4 separate regions of the Mus musculus genome follow, and regions 2, 3 and 4 are each linked to region 1. The links are chromatin contacts, called in public HiChIP or PLAC-seq and promoter capture Hi-C maps. All regions are on one chromosome and are shown on one strand. Each heading gives the region's core, a stretch centred on a gene start, on an enhancer-like site or on the middle of the called end of the contact. The rest is flanking DNA. Distances are from core to core; before and after follow the strand shown. Region 1 holds the start of Hcrtr1 (hypocretin (orexin) receptor 1). Region 2 holds the start of Kpna6 (karyopherin (importin) alpha 6). Region 3 holds the start of Tmem39b (transmembrane protein 39b). Region 4 overlaps Nkain1 (Na+/K+ transporting ATPase interacting 1).

What was found. Promoter capture Hi-C pulls out the DNA fragments that hold promoters and counts their contacts. HiChIP or PLAC-seq counts read pairs in DNA pulled down with a chosen protein or histone mark.
Region 2: an H3K4me3 HiChIP or PLAC-seq map of bone marrow-derived macrophages shows a contact between it and region 1, with 2.2 times the contacts expected there. The contact joins the promoter of Kpna6 here to the promoter of Hcrtr1 in region 1. A contact is called at or near these places in 1 of 39 promoter capture datasets (cranial neural crest), 4 of 115 datasets of contacts at active chromatin or transcription factors (bone marrow-derived macrophages, embryonic hindbrain and large pre-B cells) and 1 of 9 other capture datasets (adipose tissue).
Region 3: a contact with region 1 is called in a promoter capture Hi-C map of embryonic stem cells, with 2.5 times the contacts expected there. The contact joins the promoter of Tmem39b here to the promoter of Hcrtr1 in region 1. A contact is called at or near these places in 3 of 39 promoter capture datasets (cranial neural crest, embryonic stem cells and hippocampal neurons), 1 of 115 datasets of contacts at active chromatin or transcription factors (bone marrow-derived macrophages) and 2 of 9 other capture datasets (embryonic stem cells and liver).
Region 4: a contact with region 1 is called in a promoter capture Hi-C map of neural stem cells. The contact joins the enhancer-like site here to the promoter of Hcrtr1 in region 1. A contact is called at or near these places in 3 of 39 promoter capture datasets (embryonic stem cells and neural stem cells), 3 of 484 Hi-C or Micro-C datasets (brown adipocytes, embryonic stem cells and palatal mesenchyme) and 2 of 9 other capture datasets (liver and macrophages).

Annotation. Positions count from the first base shown.
Region 1 is chr4:130,137,898-130,140,441 of GRCm38.p6, reverse strand. Hcrtr1 (hypocretin (orexin) receptor 1) reads left to right here and starts at 1,280. Exons shown (of 9, transcript NM_198959.2): 1 at 1,280-1,434; 2 at 2,246-2,363.
Region 2 is chr4:129,671,498-129,674,041 of GRCm38.p6, reverse strand. It overlaps Kpna6 (karyopherin (importin) alpha 6), which reads left to right and starts at 1,275. Exons shown (of 14, transcript NM_008468.4): 1 at 1,275-1,365. The coding sequence starts at 1,362.
Region 3 is chr4:129,695,578-129,698,121 of GRCm38.p6, reverse strand. Tmem39b (transmembrane protein 39b) reads left to right here and starts at 1,277. Exons shown (of 9, transcript NM_199305.2): 1 at 1,277-1,407. The coding sequence starts at 1,404.
Region 4 is chr4:130,545,782-130,548,325 of GRCm38.p6, reverse strand. All of the region lies in intron 1 of Nkain1 (Na+/K+ transporting ATPase interacting 1), which reads left to right. Among named protein-coding and RNA genes, the nearest start is that of Nkain1, 27 kb to the left of the region's middle. Within about 2 kb of position 1,280, at least 75 of the 459 cell types and tissues checked have an H3K27ac peak or open chromatin away from gene starts, as enhancers often do. A contact at or near this core is called in neural stem cells, where this site is marked.

The DNA.
Region 1 (2,544 bases), core at 31-2,530:
CCATTCTTCCAGAGTAGATAGAGGTCACCAGACCCAGAAGGGTGATGTCCTAGTCATCTGCTCACAGACCCCCTGTTTGCATCTCCAGTGCCTTAGAAGAGGGTCTGGCTGCAAAGGGAAGATGGTGGTTACAACTCCCAGGAAGGAAGGGATGTGTGAGAAAGGACCCTTGCTTGGACGACACTGTCTTGAGGTGATAGGTGGACAAAGTCCCCACCCACCTGCTAGGATTCCCAGGAGACCTGATCCAATCATGTGCACCTGCTGTTGTCTGCCTTAAAGACACACACACACACACACACACACACACACACACACACACACACCTCCGTGTTAACCCAAGGGCCACTTGGTCCTGCTTCCGGCTTCAGAGCAGGTGTTGCTGTTCTAGGAAGTCCTGGGTGAGCTCTTCTGCTCTGTTGTGACTCTCAGCTCCCTAGGTCTCACCCATCTTTGTGGACACCATAGGGAAATGCCTTACTCCCCGGAAGCCTACATCCTATGCAGAACTGGGGGTTAGAGGGGCTCTGGGAGATCTGAGAGTGAAACACAGGTTCGAACCTCAGCACTGCCTCTGACCTTGGGCAAAGCCCCGAGCTGTGTGTATCCAAGGACTTATCTGTAAAATGGGGACAGTAATAACTATCTCCCCCAGGCTGACGCGGGGATTAAATGAGATCATGCATTGAGTATCCTGTGGAAATGGCGGCCGTATTACAGGTTCATTGCTTGCCACAGAGATTGGTAAATATTGAGTTAATGAACGCCTCCAGCTTCCCTTCTTCTGCCTCCACCTCATGTCTGTGCTTTAGGAGGGGGAAAGTAAATGTGAACAAGAAGGATTTGGGGCAGGGAGAACGGGAAAGATCAGGGCTTTCTGACATCTCTGGACACCAGCTGCTCCAGCGCGTCCTGAGATTGCTTGAAGGCGGCACCGGCATCCTCTTACCCTTATGCCACTCACCTGTGCCACCACCCTAATCGGTCAGGTGAGGCAGCAAGTAGTGGTGGGGTCCACCCCTGCTCTGTGGCCCCTCGACGCTCCCCACCCCAGGTGCGTGCTGAATGCCGGGTGGCGGGAGCGTAAGTGTGCGAAGGATGTGAATGAGCCAGTGGACGCGTGAATGGAGGTGGATGGAAGCGTGAAGTACAAGGCGGGGCTCCAGCTGGGTGACCTCGAGTGCAGACAGGCCGGGGCTCCCTCCCCTCTCCTCCCAGCATCCCGCTCCGCTCCCCTCCCCGCGGCGCGCAGCCCTCCCTAGCCCTCCCGAGCTACCGCGGGCACCAGAGCCGGGACCACGCAGCCACTGAGCGGACAGCGCCGCCTCAGGAGGGGGCTACCCCGCCGCGTCTCCAGTTCCGCACCAAGGCGAAGTCCCGCGAGCAAGGTCCAGGTTCCAGCAACGGAGGATGCCCGGGGCCGGGAGCCAACAGGTGCGGGGCGTGGGCGACCCCCAGGACTGACTTGGGGATTCCAGAAGAGCATCGGCAGGTGATGGAGGGGGCTGGAGTCTCTGGGGACCTGGGTGCCGGAAGACTGCGCCACCCCCCACTCCGCTCACCTCCGGGAGGTACCCTTTAGCGCACTTGCTGCCCCTTCTGGGAATCCTCCCAGACCCCCTAAGGAGCAGGGAGGTCCCGCTGGGAAATCGGTAGGCCAATGTCTCTGCCCCTTCCCCTAGGGCTCTCGAAAGGACTGTCCATCCTCTTAACACCAATCTGGGGTCGTCCCTACCCAGCCAAGGGAAGAAGGGGTCTGAGCAAGGGAGGAGGGAGCGGCCTGAGCCAGGCCGGATTTATGAATGGAGAGCGGCCTGCGCACCGGCTCAGCGACCCCTGGCGGCCGTCGGGGAGCATCTCGGCCCCGGGGACTCCAGGAGACCTAGCAAGGGGGGTCTTGAGAAGCCTGTTTCTTGGCGTGAGGATCCTCCTTTCGTCTCTCCTAGGAAGGTGCTTACCCGCACTCCTCTTCGCGGGTCTGTGCGTTCCCGCGCGTGTACGCTCACTGAGGAGGATCTGGCAAGTCTAGTGGGCGGGACCTAGGTCTTTAATATCTCCCTGCACCCTTTTCCCAGCCAAGGGAAAAGGCTTGAGGACTGACTCAAGAAAGAATATTTGTCGTTGGGGATGGGTTTCCTTCCTAAATCTGTGGTGGCCGGAGGACTCAGACTGTCCTGGATTGGCTTTGTGACCTTGAACAAGGGACTCAACCTCTCAGCTTCCCGTCTCTCCATCCACACAACAGGGCTTGCTAATAATGATACCGAATACTGACTGGAGGGCCAGCTTCTGGGTGTACCAGGCTCTGGGTGAAGTAGTTCCCAAACCTTAGAGCTCAATACTCTTCATCGTGGCTCTGGAAGGTAGGTAACTTTAATACTCTGTTGGACCACTGGGTGGGGAAACTGAGTCTCAAGGAGGGAGGTAAAAGGTGCCTAGCTCCACCATTCCCACCCCATGACTAAGAATAAAGAGACGGAGGTAGACAAAGTCCCTAATGTCCTCTTCTTTCCTTCCTTCCTTCCTTCCTTCCTTCCTTCCTTC
Region 2 (2,544 bases), core at 26-2,525, 470 kb after region 1:
GCCCCGCTGTCTCTGGTTTTAAAGACAGATGGGGCAGAACGATTTTGGAGATAAGTGAGATAAGGAGGTTGATTATTGTGATAACAGTATTCCTTTTCCTCAAGTCATAGAATTTGACTTTTGAGTTGTTTCACTTTATCGGCCAGGCATTTGGTTAGAATTGGCAAGATTGGACGTAACCCCGGCTCTGTGTGTTGATGTGGAAGACTGGAATGCTATCATGCAAAATAAGGAGGTTAATAAGCATCAGCCCCAAATTCCTTGATTCAAAAGGCACGTGCTTCAAGGTCCTCATCACTAAAAAAGGGAGCTCATTGACCTGTTATTTATTTGTTTGCTTGTTTATTTGTTCATTTATTCATTCAATAGCTATAAGTCAGACACTGGAAGGTGGTGGTCATACTAGTCAGCAATATAGAACTGACCCTGTCATTAAAAGGTTACTGGGCTCTGCCCCTACCCCACCACACCCTTTTGCTGGAGAAACAAACTCCCTCTAGTGTGATAGCGCACACCTGTAACCTCAGCAGAGGGGAGGTGGAAGAAGGAGAATCTAGAGTTCAAGTCTAGGATATCTGAAACCCTGCCTCCCGTAAACAAACAACTGGTCTGGGAGCCTTTTACCTCAGCACTTGGGAGGCAGATAGGTGGATCGCTGTGAGTTTGAAGTCTTTCTGATTTATAAAGGTCCAGGCCAGCCAGAGATACATAGTAAAGATCCTGTCTCAAATGAACAAAAACAATATTCAAACCCCAGCTTAATCTCCACTCCTTTTCCTTATCTCCGGAGCCTTGAACGAATCACTTCCTCTCTCAAAATAATTATTTAGTTCAGGGTCTATACAGGCTTAATTATGAAGAATTTTTGGGAAAGAAGGTCTCGCCATAAAGAAGAAATAAAAACAGAAAGAGATTGGATCTCCAGGTCCAATCGTTCTGCCCCTTCTGCCTTTAAAACCACAGACAGCAAGGACCAGAGAGATGGCCCAGTGGTTTAAAGTGCTTGTGGCAACCGGGCGGTGGTGGCGCACGCCTTTAATTCCAGCACTTGGGAGACAGAAGCAGAGGCAGAGAGTTTGACACACTTTGTTTTGTACATATTCCTTCTAGTCTCCCTCCAGCCTCGGCTGTCTATTCCATCCCTAATTGCCATCTTTAGTGGCTGCGTTCTCTTTAAGCCCGCCCCTATCCTGATATCCCTTGGAGGGAAGGGGGCGTGAGGGTTAAGAACGCGTTTTAGCACGGTATAAAACGTTTGTCCCCGTCAGGCCGCCGTCCTGCAGGTCCGCCATATTGTCTGCCGAGGCTACCGCTGAAGCTACCGCTGCGGCCGCCGCCAAGTCCGAGCGAGCGGAGCCGCGATGGGTGAGTGAAGCGGCTCAGGAGATGGGTGTTCGGGCCGAGGTGTCGGGGAGCGGGGTCTGGCGAGGGCCTGTCTCTCGTCCGAAGCAGATGTCGGAAGCATCCAGAGAGGCATGGGAGGAGAAGGCAGATCGGGAGCGCCCCTCGGGCCAGTTTAGGGCTGGCGTAGGGCCGCCCGCACGGGGAGCAGCCCTGGGGGCTTGTTCCGCACTGCTAGCGTCCTGGGCTGTCCCCACGTGGTGGCCTCGGGTCAGAGCTCGCGCTTCCCGGGGTAAGCAGAGCCCTGCCCTCTCGCCCTGCGCCTGCCGTGGATCCGGGGGCCGGGCTCCGGGCTCCAGCAGCAGGCCTGGCCGCGGAGAGCCTGCTTCCTCGGGCTTTTGGACGCCGGGCTTCTGAACCAAGTGAAGTCCTAGCTGCCTACGTAGAGGGTAGAGTCCTCTGGAGAGGAGACCCAGGGCAGGCCAGCTCCGGCCCGGTAACCAAGGGCCGGCCGGGTCCAGCAGAGCTTGGGCCTTTGAAGGCCAGGAAAATGTCCCAGTCGGCGCAGGAATGGGGTGGTTCGGCTAGACTCAGTGACAGCCTTCGCAGTGGTAGAGAGACCAAAGCCAAGACTTCTTGGCACAGACAGGTCAGGGACTTACTGTTTCTGGGCCAACTCTGGTTAGGAGAAAAAGAGAGACCTGTTGATCTTTTTTAAAGAGCATTCCGGATACGAAAGCCGTTGCTCAAAAGAATACGATGATGGTCTTCGAATTCAGAAGTGAAACCAGTATTGGTAATTTGTTGGCATCAGTAAAGTGAAAAACTTTAAATTTGCCAATCTGTACGTGCAGACGTTATTGTCAGTGCTTAACGTGTCTTGTTTAACCTAATTGCAATCTAGTGGGATAGGTGCTGCTGTTATTCCTGTTTTGCAGATGGGGAAACTGAGGCTTAGAGTGGTAAAGTAACTTATCCAAGGTCACGCGGTGATTAAACCAGGGTGATCACTCCAGAGCCCTAGGAATTAACTGGTGCCTTTTATGGGCTGGCCCTCTAGTGGTGGGATGAGAGAGAGGGGGGACAGTTTTAACCCTGCGTAAAGTTGGGAAGTTGTGTTTTGATATGGGTCCAGTTTGAAATCTTTAGTCTGAATGAAAGTGGAAAAGTTTAGAGTGAATTGCTGACCTCCGCCTATTGTAA
Region 3 (2,544 bases), core at 28-2,527, 440 kb after region 1:
ATAATAAATCTTTGGGCCCCAGTGAGGGGGGTTGACTGGTGCGAGCACAGGTCCTAAAAATTCAATTCCCAACAACCACTTGAAGGCTCACAACCATCTTTACAGCTACAGTGTACTCACATAAAATTAAAAAAAAACTTAACAATAATATAAAGATTGCTTATGAGGCTGAGAATATAACTGAATGATAGAACACTTGCCTAGCCTGTATGAGGCCCTAATTTTAATCTCCTACCCTCACCCCCATAGACTGCTTATTAGTCTTGCAAGGGAAGAAATTACACTAACAATAACAGTAGCTACTTGCTTCCTCTGTTAAGTGTTTGCCAAACATGATGGCTAACACTGATTAAAACAGGTACTACATGGATTGTCTCATTTAATCTTCCATGCCTACAAGATAATTTGTGCTTGCATTAGGTTTGATTTCCATCCCTGAATAAATCTGTCATAGTGAGAGTAATAATTCCGACACTATGAAGCAGGATCAGAAATTCAAGGACATCCTCTAATCCATAGCAAATTCAAGGACAGCCCAGGCTACCAGAGGCTCTGTCTTAAAAACCAAAATCAAAGGGCTGGCGAGATATCTCAGCAAGTAAAGGTTCTTGTAGCCAAGCCCGATAGCCTACGTGTTAGGCTACATGGTAGAAGAACCAGTACTACTACCAGTTGTCTTCCCAAGTCCACTGCTCTGCGCATCCCTCCCTCTCTCCGGCACACCAAATTCTAAAATGTTAAGAACCCTAATAGGCGGTTATTATTAATACCCATTAACACTATTTCGAAATTTGAAAATGGCAGGCACAGGTTCTTAGCTAAGGTGGTGGCAGTGAAATCAACAGTGGAGAACATGAGAATCAAACATGAGAAATGGATAGAGTTTAGGGTCATCAAGATGAGGCCAAAAATTGGATATAGAGTTTTGGAGGAAAGGGGAAGTGACTCGTAGATTTTGACTGGGGTGGGCCAAAGCACACTAAAGCCTAAGAGTTCTGAAAGCCCAGTTTGGGACTCGCTGAGTATGAGGTGACTGTGTTGTACAAAAACAGGACTTCACTAGAGGCAAAAGGCCGCTCTGGTGTCCTCCTCTAAGTCAGAACAGGGTGAAGAAACACGGGAGGTGGGTTCGCCCGCTCCAGAATCTCTTGAGCAGCAGCTGCGGGAAAGGCGTGGGGAAAGGCAAGACAAAGAGCGTTAGCACAGCTTTTGTCCAAACGGCCCCTTTAAGAAGCGCGCTCCCGACTCCCAGCCCGCCTAGCATGCAAATTGAGCAGCCGGAGGGAGCGTGCGGCTGATACCCGGCCCGGGCTGCGGCGGTTAGTCCTCTCTCGGCCGCCGTCGCCTCCGACATATTGCCCGCAGGAGCTGCGGCGGTGAGCGGAGAGCGCCGGGGGAAGGAGATGGGTGAGCAGAGCTGGCTGGGCTCGTTCGGGGGTCGCGGGATAGCGGGGAGCCTGGCTGCGAACTGCCTCCCCACGCGGACCGGAGTCGCGGGCAGGGGGAGGGGGAGGGGAAGGGACGCGGCGCAGGCGGGACCCCGCCCCTCCGGTCCTGAGGGGGCGGGTCACCGCTTGGTAGGCGGAGCTTCCAAAAGGGAGAGGGGCTCGGAGGGGCTCAGGCTTTCTTTGGGGCACACAATTCTCCTGTCTGCAGATGGGGGCCGGGCACTCTGGTGGGAGGGGCTGAGAGCTTAGGGTTCGCCTTTTGTGATTGCCGGTGGGGGAGAGAATTTTCTGGACTATAGGGGTTTACACTGAGAGCGGTGGGGCCGCAGGGACACCTAGCCCACCAAGGGAGTCCATTCCGATTCAAGCTTCCAGTCCTAGAGAGCATTGCCCGGCTTGTGGGCGGGGTCTTGGGGTTGACAGTTGTGTGTGGGCGGGGTTTCTGGGCTAGGGGCTTTATGTGGGTGCCGAGCTTCTAAAAGATAGTGGGTGTGGGCAGAGTTCCTGGGCTGAGGGTGTGTGTTGGGGGGGGGGGTTCTAAACCAAACCAAATATAACAGCGTGTGAACAAAGCTTCCGGTTTGGGGCTTGAAGTCAGCTTTCTGGACATGCATATTGTGAAGAGCTGTCAGAAAACCTTCAGAGATAGGAAAGCTTGGGCACCGTGTGTATGAATGGAGGCTACTGTGTTGCTGTGAGGAAGTTGAGGAAGTTATAACTTCGATTAAGGGTTTGGGAGCTAAGTGCAGGATGCTGCCTAGGATCTTAGGCTAGACTACTAAGCTTAGGGAATATAGTTTTGTAAAATCTTAAGTTTGAGATTCCCAACCACAGCGCTCTTTCTAAGGCCATTCTGACGTTAAGGCCAGGCCGTGGGTCATTGAGTTAGATCTCAGGGCCCTGGAGGGAAAACTTGTCTCAAACCTGACCAGATTGTAGCGTCTGGAGACTCAGATCCAGATAAAATCCAGCAAATACCAGCGCTGAGCAGCTCAGGACTCAGGCTCTGAAAATCTTACCAAACTGGTCCAGTGAACCGGATTAAGGGAACTGGCAGTAAAAATAACAGTCTGGTAGCACATGCCTGTCATCCTGT
Region 4 (2,544 bases), core at 31-2,530, 410 kb before region 1:
TGCCTGTCTCTACCTCCTCAACCCTCGAATTGTGCGTGTGCACCATTGGACTGGAGAGATTGCTCAGCTGTTAAAGGCTCGTCTCACAACCAAAAGGGTGGACATTTGCCATGATGCTCAGCTTTCTGTATAAGTTCTGGGGATCAGACTAGATCTTCATCCCTGTGAAGGAAGGACCTCATAGACTGAGCTATCCCCAACCCTCCCTATCACCATCTTAACACTAATGTAGTGAACTCATTTAATTTTGCAACCCCAGGAAGTAGGGAGGCCATAGGATGGAGAAACTGAGGCTTATAGGGAAAAGGAACGCAGGCTCACATAGCGGGCAGGTAGTGTCATTAACTGGAGCAGTCTGACTTCAGAGCACTTTCTGCCTCTTGCTGTCATCATAAACTGCTTCCTGCTGTCCAGCGTTAGTGGTGCTGGGACCAGAGATGAGTTAGGGCCCTTCGCTCCACCGGGGAAGGGTGGGAAAGCGAATGTCCTGCTTCTGAAACAAAGCCCATAGGAGGTATCAGGAAAAAGTCAAACGCACAAGTTGGCAGTCAGGTTTGAATCTGTCATGCCAGTACCCAGAAATGAGGGTCCAGGTCCAGGCGGGAGGCGTCCAGACGCGAGGTGGGAGCAGTGCAGCCCCAGATTCAGGTGCGAGCTCTATAGGGCTTCTGGGGGCTTTCCTGGGTACAGAGTGGGTGACAGAGGTGACAGTTGGGTAGTCCTGGAGTTGGGAAATGAATCTAGACAACACTGCAAGGTGTGTAGCCTTGTCTCCATCTCCAGAGGAGGAAACTGAGTCACAGAGGCACGTCTGAAAACCCTCTGCGCTACTTCACCCTGTGGCCTCTAAGGGTTTACCAGATGGTGAATAAAGAAACAGGCCCAGTTGGGGGCAGGAGGAGGGGGTACTGTGATTTTTTTTTTTTTTTTTTTGGTCGGGTTTTCCCCTCACGGTCCTGCCCTGGGCTGTTCTAGGGTTTATGCAAATTAATGTAGATGTATGTTAATTGGATCACTACCAGTCAGCAGGCTCTAATGGAGCTGCCAACTCAGAGATATAGTGAGGCAGAGTTGTCCAGAAGGGGCCCAAGAAGCCCCCAGCTGAGAACGGGGTATGGGTCAGTGGCCACTGAGATGAAGGGCTGGGGTTGCCATGGATACAGAGGCCAAGACCCTGCCTCTTGACAGAACCAGACTGGCCAGATCAGCCTGCTGGGCCTCACTGAAGCTCCAAGCTGGTCTCTGAGGATTAATTACCCGGAAGGTGATGGCCAACTGCTTTCCAGCTCCCTCCCTGACCCAGTCCAAGTGGAGGGAGGACTGGGCCACAGCGGGAGGGCCAGAGGACAGACAGATGGCAGTCCAAGGTTTGGATACAGAGATCTGAAGTGAGAAAGGAGTGCCTGCTTCCTCCAGCAGGCCTCTTAGGGGCAGGAGTCCTAAATACTGGCGCGTCTGGACAGGCTCAGTCGCTGAGCTTAGAGAGTGTACCGCAGGGAAGCCACACAGAGTGTCTAGAACCCGACCGAGTTCTTTGGCAGTGGCGTATGTCAGCCTTCCACAGCTCTGGGGCCTCAATCTCCAGAGATTGGGATGAGGATTAACATGGACACAAAGGTTAATATAAGCAGTACCAGGCTGGAGAGATGGCTCTGTGCTTAAGAGCACTGGCTGCTCCTCTAGAGGGCCTGGGTTCAATATCCAGCACCCACATGACGGCTCAGAAGTGTCTGTAACACCAGTCCCACGGGATCCAACCCCCCAGGCATGCATGTGGTGCACATAACTGTGCATGCAATCAAAATACATAAACAAGTCTTTTATATATGTGTGTGCACATATATGTATAACATGTATATATGTGTTATATGTGTGTTATACATACATACACAGCAGATACTTAATAAAGTATACTAAGATAAACTCTTGAGGTTGTCAGTGTCCTGGGGGCTTTGTCCCTTTGTATGAGGACACTCCACACTTGTCCATGTTCTCTGGGCTTGGATATGTGGCACTGGTGTTCTTAGAGGAGAGAAAAGACATGAGCAGTGTCCCCAACACAGGAGCTGAGCTCTTTACTCGGGGCCTTGCAGGGTCATGTGATCAGGCTTGGCAGCAACCGCTTTACCCAACAAGCCGTCTTACCAGCCCAGTTCATTTGCTTTTTGTTTGTTTGTTTGTTTGTTTGTTTTGTTTTAAACAAAGCCATATATATAGCCCAGACTGGCCTCGAATTCAATATGTAACTGAGACTGCCCTTGAATTCGTGGTCCTCTTGCCTTTACCTCCCCAGTGCCTCCATTGCAGGTATGTGCTACCTGCCTGGCTTTTTATAGCTTTAATCTTAGCACTCGGGAGGCAGAGGCAGGCAGATCTCTGAGTTCCAGGCCATCCTGGTCTACGGAGTGAGTCGAGGACAGCCAGGGCTACATAGAGAGGCCTTGTTTCCAAAAATCAAACAAACAAACAAACAAACAAAACCCTCTTTTGTGTCTGTGTTGGGATTTCAATCAGACTTATACACAGCAGCTCTGTTTGCTCTCT